2 separate regions of the Anser cygnoides genome follow, and region 2 is linked to region 1. Evidence: chromatin contacts called from public Hi-C data. All regions are on one chromosome and are shown on one strand. The core of a region is the stretch at or near the end of the contact, and the rest is flanking DNA. Distances in the headings are between cores, read along the strand shown.

What was found. Hi-C and Micro-C count contacts between places; a contact is called where the count stands out from the background.
Region 2: a contact with region 1 is called in a Hi-C map of liver, with 6 times the contacts expected there. The contact joins the promoter of CCNY here to the enhancer-like site in region 1. A contact is called at or near these places in 4 of 7 Hi-C or Micro-C datasets (granulosa cells and liver).

The regions. Positions count from the first base shown.
Region 1 is chr2:14,542,421-14,550,390 of Taihu_goose_T2T_genome, forward strand. It overlaps CCNY (cyclin Y), which reads right to left. Exons shown (of 10, transcript XM_048076573.2): 9 at 4,179-4,341. Among named protein-coding and RNA genes, the nearest start is that of GJD4, 22 kb to the left of the region's middle. Within about 2 kb of position 2,646, at least 1 of the 3 cell types and tissues checked has open chromatin away from gene starts, as enhancers often do.
Region 2 is chr2:14,660,303-14,668,272 of Taihu_goose_T2T_genome, forward strand. It overlaps CCNY (cyclin Y), which reads right to left and starts at 5,125. Exons shown (of 10, transcript XM_048076573.2): 1 at 4,579-5,125. The coding sequence starts at 4,732.

The sequences.
Region 1 (7,970 bases), core at 1,396-3,895:
TTCCTGTTGCTTTATAGACCATAACTTAACTCACTCAAAACTGCTTAGTAGTATTTTATTTAATGTAACCAGGAACTCAATGCACTAAGAATGTTTATACAATTCAAGTGGATTTTAAATCCAGTAGACGAAAACAGTTTGATCACGGGATGATGTGCCAAGGTGTGGCTTGGCAAACAGGTGTTCAGTGGAGGAGGTCAGCTTCCTGCAGCTGCCAAACCAGGCTGCTATCGTAGGCATTAAACAGGGAAAGTAATCACGTCAAAATTGCCTGTTTCACAGCAAAATTCCTGTTCTGGCACTCAGTCAGACAATATGAAATTTTGCTTGGAAGTGGCACCTAACATTTGGCAACTCCAGTCCCCGGTGATTACTCATGTAGATATGAAGCACACTGACTGCGGTTTGAAGCCACTTCATTTGCAACTAATTTATAAACCCAACATTTGGAGCCTATTTGACAAGTCAACTATAGCATCTTGGAACATATGGAGAAACAAGACAAAAGCAGAAAATTGTAATTATTTACTACTGCCTTTCAGTTAAAATAAATCCAAGTAGCTCACAACACCTTTCTGTCATCTGGTATATGTTGCTTTCAAAGCCAGAAGAAGAAATTAGTTTTTGACTGCTGCAAGGGACCTTTTCTCTAATGAAACCAAATCAAAGCATTATGAAAAACAGCAACACCATTATATTATATGAAATTTTGGGGAGACTTGATTGTAATATCTGTAATTAGCTAGAAATATGCATACATATATATTATTCATTATATATATATACATACATACACACACACAGAAGTAGAAGTCAGTTCCTCTATTGAGTTGCATGGACCTAGAGAAGACTGTCACTGCCCAAGGGGGCTGATGAGGAGAAGGGACAGGGTAGAAACGCAGCAGTAGGATAAATCTTTCCTGCATGGACATCATTGTGCAGGGCAGGAAAGCAGGAGCGTGGGTTTTACCTTTGTTGCTGGAAATGCACAAATGCACTCAGCTGCGAAGGCTGCAATGCTCCCTAAAACAGACAACCCAGAGAACTTTGCAGGGAGAGGCCAAACTGAGTCTGGACAGACTATGTAAAAACAGATGACTAGAAGTTGTGATGAAGAGGGTTCTCCCTAACTTTGGGAGAATGAAAAGAAAAACAATCACTTTACTACTGACAGAAAAATCTGAGGAGTTTTGCTCTCCCTTCACCTTTTAGCTACGAGGTTCTGAACACACCGGACATGCAGGGCTGCAATCAACCACTGCAACAGCAGGAAGCCGGAGGGATATAAAGACACTTCTCTACTTGTAACTTACATCTTTCCCTCCTCTTTATATCTGTCTGATCTATGGGATAGCACCTCTTTAGGGTCAAGAAAAGACAGCACGTAGTTCAAAGAGTTATTCCTCAAGTGCTATCCTAATAATAAAAAGCAGAGACAACACAGCCCAATACACTGAGAGTGCACTAACGAATGCTCTTACAAAAATCTGGTCTGGAAATGAGTACAGCGCTAAGATCACAAGCAGAAATAGGGTAGGCATGTTTTGTGGACTTACCAAAAGAGCAGGATCTGAGTCACATTTAGCTCAGTACATGGGACAAAAACCAGGTGCACAAGTAGGAAATTACAAAACAGTGGATTAAGGTTGGATATCTGACAATCTTCTTGGCAGAAAAATCTCCCATGTTAGAAAATAATTTCTCAGGAGAAGCAAAGGAGACCTTGACATTTGACACAATTAGAAGCAAGGAGAAAACGCACTGCAAGATGTGCTGTTCTGAACACGGAGGAGCACTGGCAGGTGAGCAGACTGCATGATCTGATGAAAGGCTGTGTGCCATTTTTAACTTGCATGATTTCACACAATGGAAAAAAAAAAAAGAAAGGGGTGACACAAAAATGGTTCTTGACTACCAGCTGGACTTGTATAACAAATTCAGGACACTTTTAGGCCACGGGCTATGCCTCTCGTAGCATCTCAGATCTGATGGATCTTTGTCAAGCATTACCACTGACAAGCAGCAGTATTTCCTAGCCTTGCCTTGCTTTTTTTTTTGGTCCCAGGTAAATCAACTTGTTGATATTCGAACAAATAGTAAGACAGAGAATCTGCCATGAGAGCTCTAATACCAAGAGGCCTCAGATATATAACAGCTGTAAAATGCAAATGTAGCAAAAATGCTTTATAATATAACCACCTCTTTACACAAGACCTTTTGTGATATCAAATGTCAGTAAGTTGCTTTAAATCTTAGAACTGAGCAAAGTCCCTTCAATTTACCAGGCATGGCAAATCATTCCTCTGCATACGTACATTTACTGTGAGTCTGCTGTCTTTAACCACAGACTGCAGCTTTTCTCTCAGTTTCAAAAATAGAGAACTCGGGGCTGAGAAGCACATGACAGACCTGGAAAAGTTTTGTAAATGCATTTTGATAACTCTTGGCAAGCTATATGCTTAACTGTGCTCAAGGAATTAGGCTATAAATTATGCTGTCAGCTGCTTTCAAGGGTACACTAATGACAACCAATATTACCAGGGAACAAGGCAGTTCCCATCAAGTTCCCTTCCTTGGGGCCACGGAACAGAGGCAAGGAGCTGGTAAAACCACGGTGTTTTCACAGCAGAGACTCTTCCTTGCAGAGGCTCCCTCTGGCTAGCAGTTACTTTACTGCAACCTCATGCTAGCAGCACAAACCATCCTCACCATGGGAAAATTTTTAATAAAGTGTATTTACTTTAAAAATATTCCATTATTTCTTTTTAAATATGCATTATCTTTAGATAGTTCAGAATAACCACCAGTATTCTCTGTGTATTTACAACCATTTTCTGTTTTTTCTTCCATGGTTTTAGGAGCTACCTTCATTACCTTCATTCGTAACTCACAGAAAGGGTTCGGAGATGTTGTGCATTAAGTTTTCTTCAAAAAGTAATTCATTTAATTTTAATATACGTAATGGCAATAATTATCAAGACCTAACATCTAATAACTTAGCAAGGCACCTCTTTTCATTACATTCCCAATGAATTTCCATATTTTATTACTCCGACTCCTTAATACAGACAAAATCTGATGCAAATTTACATCACACTTCATACAAAGGATTAAATTACATTCTTATTAGAAACGTCAGGGAAATTTAGAAAGAATTTTTAGAAAGAATAAGAAATACAAATTTAGTGAAATCTGCTTCGATTCTTTCTCCACCAGTTTCCAGATACCTCTGTTCCCATTACTGCTGCAAACAAGTTAATTCATCTTCCCATGCATCATTTCCCCCACAGAAACTGTTTTGCAGGAACAGTAAGAGTTTCAAAACATGCAACACTCACTCTAATCCACAGATGAACAACTTACAGCGTAAAGCTGTTATCTAATTAAAGGCATCCAACGTTAAAAGCAGTTAGCAGCTAACAGCAGACTTCAAATTTAGGAACAAAATGTGTACATATTCATGCAATAATGCCCATATTCAAAAAACTTCATCTAAAAAAGCTCAAGAAAGAAAAGATTCTAGTCCTGTAAAGTATCCACTTATTGCCTGATGATTTTAAATTCCTCCAGTGTCTGTGGGAATTCACAGTGCCCTGCATTTCACAGGTCCAGACCACCTGACATAGTGGTTCATGCACATGGCATATGTAGGTCTCCTAAGATTCACGATTCATCCAGTAACAGTGTGCTCATTTCTGTCCTGTTACTGAGAATAATACTGCTGAGATAACAGACTTGGATTCACGTGAAATACAGCAGTACCAGGTAACAAGCACACGGAATAGCTATTTTCAGCAGTACTTGTTAATACTCTGTCCTCCATACTCAGTCTTAAGAACACACAAAACCAGACTGAGAACTGGGTTATTTTAAAACTTGTACTTTCACAAGGCCAATTTCAACAATTAGAGCTGAAAGAAATGGAAAGCAATACCAGATATGAAACAGATTGGGCCAGAAAGCTACCCTCATATCTACAAATACCTAAAGCACAAGTAAAACAGTTACGGACATTGGGGCACATTCTACCATTACATGGGAATATTTGGGAAGAGATGGAAAGAGAAGGGCAAAAATTCCAAATGCTTATACATACATACACAGACATAGACATATACATATATATATATATATATATATATTTCAGTTCTGGGCAATCTAAAAAGAAAGTGTCTTACCTCAAGTTTACATGCCCTGTCCCTGCTGAGGGGCTCCAAAGGAAAACTCAGGTTATTCGCTTCTGCCAGGGAACGCAAATCAAAATAATACTTGGCATAAACACTGGAGGGAACATTAATGTTGAACTGCAACAGCTCAAGAAACTGGCGTTCCAGCTCATTCCTGTAGAAAGGAGATAAATGTGAAAACATTTTTCAGGTTGTGCATCCTGAATGTAATTTATTTTAAATTGCAAATAGTACAAACCAAATTAATTTCTTATTCTTGACAGACACAATTATCCTAGCCTAAAGTTTGACCTAGTCTACCAACTTCTGTGAGCACGTGTACGTCAGTGAGGAATATGAAAGCTGCTGCAGCTTGCAGCTGCTACTGCCGTGCCAATCAAACCCAGACACAAACTTTTCTGAGCAGAAGAGCCCCTTAGTTTGGCTAATGCAATCTGGGAAAGGAAAAGCTAGCAGGAAAAAAAAATTCTTGTAGTTTTTGCTGTACCTCCACTAGGTGGATCTGCACACACAGCTATGCAAACACAAAACACATTCATACATGCCCTAAATTTGTCAGACATCTCTCATAACTGCTGCAAATTACCCTAACATAAAAAAAATGGATAACTTATTCTCTTTTGCTTTTCAGTATCAATCATATAAAACTAGACATGAGAAACCTGATTTCTTCAGCATGCCATCTATCAGCTGATGAACAGAATATAGCAATTTTTCCCTAGGACGTGCAAGCAAAATTCACATTGTTCATCATTTCTTTTTCACTACCTGAAACAAATATGTTTTTCAAAATCCCTGATAGAACCAGAGGCCCTATGTGAGCTCCCACTCCATGAATACTTTGCTATATCAATACATTACTACCCATACCAGTGCAGTAAAAAGCATGTAAATAAATAGGTAAATAAAAAAAAATAAATTTGCAGCTTTCGTAAATTGTATAGTATCTAGATATCCTCCTACACAATACATATACAAGGACATACGATATACTCAAAACAGTGATTTCAAGATATGAGAAATAAAAAATACATGGGTGGGAATTTTGTACATTTGCTGACGAGTATACGGACTGCAAAGCTTTGTAACCAACAGGTATAGATTGACTATGATACTGCAGTCAAGTTACACGCTGCCTGAAGTGTATGTGCACAAGGAATGTGCAGTCAGTTGCCAATAGAAAAGGAAGGTTCGGAGGATAAGAAGAAGTATAGTAGTTTTTCAACACAATGATTTTTCTTTTTCTCACTTCTTACTGGAAGGCCATCATGCTTACATCGTAATAATTTTCTTCCCTTATCTTCACTTTCCTTGTCAAAATCCTATCCCTTGTCAAAATCACTATGTGTACGTAGTGATAAATACTAATGAACACTAGAAAACCATCCAAAAAATCATATACGGACTCCTTGGCATGAATTCACACTGTTGAAGATCCTAGCTTTTCAAAAACCCAATCAACAAAATTTAAGTTTTAAGAAGCCTAGTGATAATATACAGATTATCTTTAAACGTCCTTTTATACTTGTAAGATTTTGCTTTCTGCAAGCTAAGGTGTATGTTAATGAATAATATAAAGCCTATTTTAATAGAGAAAGGTATTGACTGTACTTCCATTGAGGAAGATTCCCAAATCTTTCAGAAACTATACACGGCCTCAGATTCTTACTGTACCTTAGCTCCCAGACTTAAAGATTAGATTAGCAGACCAACTACAGCTGAGAAGGAACAACAACAACAAGAAAAACCACGCATGTATTTCTGATTTGAACTAATGTAATTTAACTAGCCACCATAGCCTTCGTCCGTGATACTTCCACAGGAGACTGCTTTAATGTATGTTTTCCTGTGGCCACCCCTCAAATTCACATAGAAATTCAAGACAATGCTATATAAATAACTACAGACATATACAGGCCAGTCCTCCCAGCTCCTCTGCTAGCTTTTAGGTGTAGTTCAACACACTGTTGATGATTTATAAAACTCTGAAAGGTCTGCATGATGTTTTCCAACGTACATTCATGCTTAATGATTCACAGGAGTTGAAGATTTAGACCTAAAGTTTTTCTGCCTTATTAATATAAATAATGTAGATCAGGGCTCTTCAAAACCATAATATTGTATCGTCCCAACTACCTGAAAAAGAAAGAGAGGGAAAATCCACCCCAACATGAACAGGAAAAAAAAGTTTGGAAAAATGGTCAGCAGGAATAAAAACATCAGCAATTCAACAAGCACCCAGTTCGTTGCTGGAGGATTCACAAGAAGCCCAAGACACAAAGGCCACAAAACAGATCATGAAGTACCATTCAGAAAGAGAGCACAAGCCCCCAAAAGGCTTCTGTTTTTTTCACTTCGTGAGAACTATAATATGTTTAAGAAAAGGCTAAAAGTTTTGAGGCCAAGGACTTATCACAGTTCTGTTTAGAGAGCGTGAAGTGCAGAAAGAAGACGGATGTCAGCACGTGAGCACAGGTCTGCCATTTGAGTAATGGTTTTATATAGCTGAAGTGCAACTTCTAACAGTAGCACCATCGTGCGTGTTTGTCAAAAGCAATAACCTCTTTTTTTGTTGTTCCTTTCACACCATCACAGCATGCCTCCTCACCTGCCTTCAAAAAAAGCCATGAGAATCAGCAATTTCAAAACTCTTATTTATAACCATTCTTGATTAATACTGTCATATGGCACAGCCAAACCCGTCAATCAGCTTCAAGCTGTTCAGAACTCTACTTTAGCTGATATCCCAGCTTCAAAAATATTCTAAAAGCACTCAGATTTGCCTTGAATAAAGAAATAACGGAGGGAGACCCTTATTGTAACTGAATCCCCAAAAGCATGAGAAAAGGATCAAGGGAAAATGTCTCAGCAAAATCAGTCAGGAAACACCCAGAATAGTCAAGGAAATGTTATCAAATTATTCTGCATGGAACGATACTGCATACAGAAATGTGGAGGGCCTGATTTTAGTTTCCTACCCCTTGCTCCTCCCCAGTTTATGTTAGAAATTTCATTCTGTTTGGTTATGTTGGAAGAGAAGCATCATCAACTACCCTTAAAAGTAACATTTACATTTTAAAAGATATTGAAATAGTTATCATGTGACATTTCTAACTTGTGTTTTGAAATGAGTTTTCCCCAAAACTAACAAAAGTATCTATGGCATACCATAGCAATGAAGGTTGTGTGTTTTTTTTACCTGTGTACACAAAATGAAGAATGTATTGCAAATAGCTTGTTAATACAAACTTTGAGATAACTTTTCTAATAGCCAGGAAATAAAGAGAAATACTCACAATCTGTAAGCTGGTCTTATCTAGAAGCGTATAAGCACGCTTAATTTTAAACAGTCAGCTGACTCCCAACTTTGAACATTTTCCTTACTGATAATTTTTAGACCTGTTATAAACCTGACAGTGAACTATTAAGAAATGACTTTAGGGCTGCTATAGCATATAAATGCTTGGCATTTTACTGCTTTGAGATTGCAAACTGAGATTCAAAAAAACATGCTATCTGTAAAAGCATTTTTTCTTGTTTACTTCCTTTCTTTCCCCTTCCCTAAATACTGTGTAGCAACAACATAAATATAAAATAAATATAAGTATCAATGAATGTAAATAGTGTTTAGCCACAGAAAACTCTCTTCAGTGACTACAGTTCTGACTTAATTGAGTTAAGGCAGAAACAAGCGTAGATATTTCTTAATAGAGATACTTACCCCTGCTTAAAAGACCTCTGAAGCTCACAGGTACTCTTCTAAAACCATCTCTTTTATCATTT
Region 2 (7,970 bases), core at 3,875-6,374, 120 kb after region 1:
TCACTTCATAAGAGGTGTAAATTAACTGATTTGATGTGAATGATGTAAAAGTGAGGTTTTAGAAGGGTTTGTACAACATGATGGTGCCTCTGAGGAGCAGGGAACACGCCAGCAAACAGATGAGGCTGACAGTGAAGTACAAAAGAAAGCTGTGAGGTATGCATCACATGCAGTGTGCAGTATAGGAAGAAGCTTGGTGAGGTAGGACCACATCAGGTTCTTTTTAATTTTTTTGAACGTACAAGGTTGCTGTGCTACTCCAATGCATGACCTCTGACAAATGCTTAGGAGCACAATGCAAACGACAGCATTGAAAAGCATACGGACACCACTGTGCAAGCATTCTGGCCAAAGGAGAAAGAACATTATTGAAAGAGACTCTCATGTAAACCACACTATTTGTTCTGGGAAAAAAAAAAAAAAAAGGGCTATCCTGTTATGATCCAGATGTTAGCAGGGAACGTCCGTGTAAAACACAGATTATTATATCCTTAATTTGCTTCAGAAGTGCATGTATCTTCACTGCTGTGAATGTAAGTCATTTCCTTCAAAACATGCAACCCATCATTCCCTAGCTCTTGAAGACAGAGATATACAAATACTAACAAATCTCAATTCAGGGATTCCCACATGCTATTGTCAAGAGGGTGGGGAAAAATAAATAAAAGAACAAAAAAGGGCTTAAAAAAAACCAGTCCAGTCTTAGGAGTCTGTGCATTATAGAGCAAAAAAATTAACATGACTGGCACATGATGAAAAGGGCTGAAGAGGTTTATCTGTGATGCCCAGTTGCAGAGGATGACATTATCTGAGCTAGCAATGAAAAACGACCTAGTGACATTAACAGGAGTTTACACAGAGGAAAAAAAATATCATAGGTTGGTTTCTGGGGGGGAGAAGGAAGGAAGAGACGGGGGAGGGTGTAATCATTAAGGACAATCTTCCCTTCCAATGGCCTAGGAACTCTCCATCTAGTCTCCTTTTGCCCAATTTAACCATATATGAGGTAGAGCAGCTTCGCTTCGTGCCATCTTACCTGCGGTAAGATATCCCGTGTCCCCTCCCTACAGCCCCCTACTTGAGAAGCTTACTATGGAAATCATGCCCCCAGCAGGGAAATCACGCCTGAGAGCCCTCTTTTCCAGCTCAGCTTTTGCACGAGACAGGGCAGCAGCGGGTCTGGCAGGGCGAGCTGCTGGGGTACAGAACCAAGCGCAGCCTGCACCGCAGCCCTCCAGCTAGCCGGGATTTAAACACACAGCCGAGCCGCTTCCATGGCTTGCACATACAGACGTTTACACACAAATAGGATACAGAACCTGAAATGTCAAGGCTTCTACTGCTTCTGCTTACTGCTGTCATCAACACTTGTAAAGCAACGTCCTGTTGGCTAAAGGACTGAGCTAGGAATCTGCAAGGCTTGAAGCTACTGCCAGAATTTTCTTGAAGTAGATTTTTAAATGTGAAGCACTGGAAAATGTCGAAGCTCCCCCTCAGCAATAATCATCAAACAGAGCAGGTAGCCAAGGAAGGGTAACCTCTGAACTGTACGTTACCATCATCTTCTTGCTCTGTCTCCAAAAAGAAAAGTCAAAATCTGCTGGGTGGTCTTCACTATCATGAGCCTGTACAAAAAAAAGGCATCCTGGGGACTACACATAATTGAGAGAGTCAACTGTGCACGTGTGGAGTCTTAAAGAAGTCAGTTACCTTTAAGAAAAGTTTTTAGGACCAAAAAAAAAAAAAAAAAAAACACCCTAAAAGAGAGATAAATCCACCATTAGTATTCTCCGACATGTCATTTGATAAATTCCTCCCATTCTATCTTCTTTCAAAATTCCCTTCTCTTTCAGATATCACTTCATAAACAGTTGCGAAGCATTACAGAAATGGAGATTTTCTGACAAGGTACCACCGCCACAGAGATAGTATCTTGCTATAAAACCCAGTCCTAAGGAAACAGAACTCCTCCAACCATTCTTTGAAAAGCTGCTACTGGATTGGGTTGCATCATATGAGACGATTTAAAGGCATGATCTTGAAGGCAGATTTGACAAATGTTTCTTTACAAGGCATTTAACACTGGCAAACTTCAAACAGTTCCACTTCCACCAGTACTAACGGTTCCACTTAAATCATTGTTGGAGCTGGGTCACTCCTCCCTCTTCTTCCCCTCTCCCTCTGATACTGCCAGGAACAGGGTCCGCAACAAGGAAAACCACACATCTCTTAAAAACTTAGAAACGGCCCACAAGTGATTTAAAGGCTTTAAAAGTTCCTGTTCTATTCATGCAGCTTTACCCACTCAAAAAAAAAAAAAAAGAGTGTCACGACTTTCGCTGAACATGAGCATGAAGGGAACTTCCACGTGAACCAAGTTAACTCAGCCGCTGCATGTCACGACCGCTCAGCTCCTGGAAGCAGCGCTCGCAGAGCCGGGGCTCGCCAGAGACGTGAATTTGCACTTCTTGTGCCTGGCAGCCTCTGGCACTGGCACTGGGCTGGATGGAAGGGTTCTCATTTGAAGAGCAGCAAGAAAACTAAATATGAAGTAAAAGTGTCAGAAACGTTTTCGTTCAGTGCATCAGTCGCTATCATCACTTGCTTAAAAAAAAAGTACATTTGGCAAACGCTAGCAATTCGAGAAACTCCTGGAAATAGTTCACGATCTGTGGTAATATCAAGGAATCAGCACCCAGCATTTTCTCTGCACGACACAGATAAGCAGGCTATTGTTCTTCCCTTGTTCAAATATCTTCATGCAATTGTAAAATGATAAAAAAAAATATTATAGCTCCCTATTAAGCAGTTTTTTTTCACCCCTGTGACTCGTCTGTAAACATGCGTGTGCCGTATAACTTCAAGCAACTTGACCACAAAAACGTAACAGGTAGTCTAACAAGAAATAAAATTTCAGAATCACAGTATCACCTTCCTACCCTTAGCAATCAGCCTGCCACCTCTGCCTAAAAGACCTGCAGCGAGCATGACTCCAGGGTAGCAGCTCTGCAACAAAGCACGCTCCAAAGAGCTGTTTTACCCAGCTATCATCTCCAGTTGTTTCATGTCTACGGACATTTACTGACCACCAGTCTCCTCAGTGACATCTTATTTTGTGGCCCCTACCCATAAAGGGCAGCAAGATTAGAGCAAGGCACAAAAACAAAACTCGTAATTGTTTGGTCTTTTCAAGAATCAGACAGCTTGCCCATTTGAAAACACGGCATTTCACCAACAGCAGCCTTAGACAAATAGCAAAAACACACACAAAAAAACAAACAACAACAAAAAAACATTTAAAAATTATTAATACAAATGTAACTTGTTAGAACACTAAAAATCCAACCCCAGGATTGAAACATACCACGGTTTAAAGGGAGACAAAGCAGACATGTGCCTTGATCCAACAAACAAACCAACCAACACAGATTGTTTCTTGATATAATTACCAAGATACAGAAAGTTATCTGCATTATATGCTCATTTTAGCAAGCACACATGCCTTACTATTTTCACCTATACCCTTCTTCCATCCATGGGAAACAACCAACAAAAAAAAAAGCTTCAAGAACAAGGCACAAAGCCCACACTCATCCACTCATCTGACCAAAAACTTTACTGCAGGATCTGTTGCTGTAGATATAGATGCACACTGCTACGCTGGACAACGCTGCTGCTGGAAGAATTAATCATTCATAGATCAACAATTGGTTCTTTCATTTCCCTGACTGTCTCAGACCAGACCATTATGTATTTTTTTCCACCTACTGATCCTATTACACTCCGATTTTTCAGCTGCGTGCAGCGAAGACATCTGAAAAACATTCATATTTCCAGGATTAAATTCCAGAATTCAGAGAAATGGCCTTAACCAGAGAGGGAATCCATCTGCTACCAGGCACTTCGTAACTTCACCGGTGCCAAGAACTGACCTAACACAAAACCGTAATAAAATCACCACCACGTAAGCTACGAAAAAATAAAAAACAAAACCCTGGAAGGCAAAGTGAGGCGCGCCACAGTCACTCCTCCTGGCTCCCTACCAAAAGCACTGCATGTGAACTGCTCCGGGACGCCGCTGACCTTCCCCCAGGTGAAGCTGTGGGGACGAACGGTGCGGGCACCCAGAGCCCGAGCGGCCTGTGCGGGTTAACCCGCGCCTGCGAGTTCGGCTGGGCTCTGCGGGGGGCCGGGGCTCCTCAGGGCACGGCTGAGGGGAAAGGGGGCGAAGCGACGCGCGGGCGAGCCCAGCAGCCGCGCCTCATCGCGACAGCACCGCGGGCAGGAAGAGTCACGGCGGCAGCGCGGAGGTCACTTCTTGCCTTCGCTGCTGCCTCACCGGCTCTGCCCCGCGGCTTCTGCCCGCGGCCGGCGATATGCGCGACAGGCCCGTCCCAGCGCGGCCCAGCCCAGGCGACCCCCAGCACCCCCGCCGAGGTGCCGCAGGGCTCGGGCAGCGCACCCCGGCACCACACGGCCGGGGCTGGGACGCGGGGACACCGCGGGGGCTCCGCGCCCGGGCAGGGCGAGGGGAAGGGACCGGAGCCCCCCGGGGTTTCGCCGCCCGGCCGCCCTCACCGTCGATGTTCTCCCGGTCGCTGATGTGCTGCAGGTTGCAGCCCGTGTCCTCCCGGCTCAGGTCGGCCTCGGGGCGGTAGGACTCCAGCCGGGAGTGGGCATTCCTGCGCAGCTTGGGGCTGGAGGAGACGCAGCAGGAGGTGGTGTTCCCCATCTTCTCTGCTCCAGCCGACCCCGGCCGGGGAGGAGGCGAGGGGCGGCCGGTCAGCGGGGGCGGCGGGCGGCCATGGGCGAGGAGGAGGAGGACGAGGAGGAGGAGGAGGAGGATGGGGAGAGGCGGCGGCTGCGGCGCCCTGCGGCTGCACTCGCCGGCGGATCCCGCCGCTGGGTCATCCGAGGCGGCAGCCCCGCGGCGAGGGCTGCGGCAGCTGAGGGCGAGCTAAGCGCTGCTGCGCGGCCGGGCGGCGCAGGGCCGGCCGAGGCACAGCCCCATCGCCGGGCGGCGGGGCCGCCGCGCTCCTCCTCCGCCCCCGCGGGCCCCCCTCACCCCCTCGGCACCGCGGCAGCCGCAGCGGCAGCACCGGCAGCAGCAGCAGCAGCCGCCCCGGGCGGCCTCCGCCAAGCGGTTCCGGTTCAAGCGGGCGGTGACGCCTCCTGCCAGGCGGGCTGCCGGGCCGGCGGCCGTGCCCGGCTCGGCGGGGGCTGAGGGGCGGCCCCCGGCCGTGCCGCCTGCCCGCTGCCAGGCGGTGCCGAGCCCCGTGTGCGTTTACGTGACGGGAAGACGAAGCACGGCGGTGGCCGAAGGGAGCGGCGGGGCGGAGGGGGCGGCTCCCGCCCGGCGTTGCACGCCCTGGGGGCTGCAGCCCCCCGTCAGCCCCGCTGTCCCCCCGCAGGCGCTGCCCCGCCGGGGTCCCCTCACACCAACGGCTCCGTGTCCCCCAGCAGCGGGGTGTGTCCTCGGTTCCTTCAGGAATTCAGAGCATCACAGAATCATAAAGGTTGAAAAGGTTGGAAAAGGCCTCGAAGATCATCTGGTCCAACCGTCTCCATTCTGCGAGGGCTTGGTTTTCATAGAATCACAGAACCATTCAGGTTGGAAAAGGCCTCCAAGATCATCTGGTCCAACCATCCCCCTACCACCAGTATCACCCACTAAACCATGTCCCTAAGCACCACGTCCAACCTTTCCTTGAACACCCCCAGGGACGGTGACTCCACCACCTCCCTGGGCAACCCGTCCCAATGCCTGACTGCTCTTTCTGAGAAGAAATGTCTCCTCATTTCCAACCTAAATCTCCCCTGGCACAACTTGAGGCCATTCCCTCTAGTCCTACCACTAGTTACCTGTGAGAAGAGGCCAACCCCCAGCTCCCCACTCCACTGGTGGTCACAGATGAGTGGTCAGAGGGGATGGAGAGCATGCAACCGACTGGTGATGTGCCCCTACCATGTATTCAGAGCTTTCCCAGTCAAAATCCCTTTCTCCAGTATCAGTGTAATCCTAACGATGGAGACTCGGGATGTTTCTCATTAGTTTTGTTTTCTAATCTTTATAATCTAAGCAAATCTCATGACTACTGGAGGTCTGAGTCACGTTAGTCAAATGGTTACACTGATAATTCGATTACAGAAAGACACAACTGTGTCTTTATAAATAATGCCCCAAGTTGGATAATTACATGAAAGACTTTAAGTTTTCATACTAAATTTTTTTCAGACCCTACATTGCAAAGAAAAAATCATTTTTATTTTTCAACAAGCTTCAATGTTTATTTGATACAAATGTACTCTGGTGGGGTACAAAACAATAAAGAAAAATAACATTTTAAAAAACACGTTGAGGATGGGTTTCTGTAAATAATGTTGTGATACCCCAAAGCGGCGATGTACGTTTGTTACATTGTCCTTTTGTGTTTGAGTAATGCAAGATGAAAAATACGTTTAGTATCTTTTGTGTGTTAGTGTCTTCTGTATTCTGTAGTCTGTGTCCAAACGAAAGGAAATTAAGCACTTGCTGGTGCTCTAGCTTAGAAATATTGTCCCGTAGTAGGATGTAATGTTAATTAGCCCTTTCCACCACCACCACGTAGGTCGCTGCAACCATCAGGCGTACCCAGCTCCTCAGCTGGAGGGCTGGAGCTGCTCCCGAGCCTGCTGCCAGCCCACTCTTCTGCTCGGACCAGGACATGGCATAAACCATGCTCACCTCGCCAGAGCCGATTAAGTCACAGATGGTCAGAAGCAGTCATCAGAAAAAAATCAAACACAACTTTGCAAGAATCAAATCTATCCTAGGATACATAAAATAGAAAAATAAAACATTAGTGAAATGTCTAGCTTAGCACACCTCACAGGAGGAGTTCGACAGGGCTAGAAAGGCTTCTGTGGAAGAAGTACTTGTTTGCCTGCCTGCCATGGCTCCCTGCCCTGCCCCGTTAAATCCTACCATCCTGTAGGAATCCAGACACTTTCCCATTTACAGCCGTTTTGACCTGTAGTCTCCCACCATGACTGCTCCTCAGGTGCCAGCAGCATTGTGTTCTAAACATGTGCTTGGGTACTGCCTTCAGGGGAAGCCTTTGTGTTACCTTGCTTTGCTGTACCAATACCACTTAATTTTTTGGGCACAGAGCAAACATTTCGTAACCCCTAATGATTTAGATTTTTTTTAACATCTCTAAATCTATTATAACAAATCCTTAGTCAAATCTTTATGTTGTACATATTCCACAGTTTTCATAATCTTTGAAACAAAACAGGCAAAAACATAATGATGGAGGTTGGTTAATTGCAAAGTCTTCTTATCTAACTAGAGAAGCTAAAGAAGATGTTTTCTTCATTAGAAACAAATGATTTATACTTCAGTCCATATACTCTAAAGGTAAACATTAAAAATGTTTTAAAATATGAAATATTTAATACTTGTGATCACCAGTTGTGACCATGTAATCACTATGTAGCAACCTATTTTCCTACTTGCAGTCTCTTGTTCTGAATTTTTCATATGCCTTTATTCCTCCTCTCGCCCTAAGAGCTTGCTGAAGTACATTCTAATGGCAAAGGTGCTACAATACCTACTTACGGAGAAGGTCAAAGAAAAGGAACGCTCCTCTAGGGTAATGGTCTCACGCTGGTATCTGAGAGCTGAGACAAGTAAATAAATGAAATACGTCAGGAAAGCATGTTTGGTTTTCAATTGTGACAACTTTATTTCAGCTGTATCAAATTTCAGCTGTATCAAGTGTATAATGTAAATTATCATTTGATAAACGTTGGCACTGTAAAGCAAAAACACTTCACTGTACCTCATGACTTGCTTAGATGTCGTGTTTCAAAAGATGATCTTTTGTGTCTTTCCTTGCTTGGAGATCATTCTGTCCTTGAAGTTTAAGATTATGTATTTTCATGAGTTTGTCCTCCCGAGGAACTTAATACATCAGCTGAGGAACACC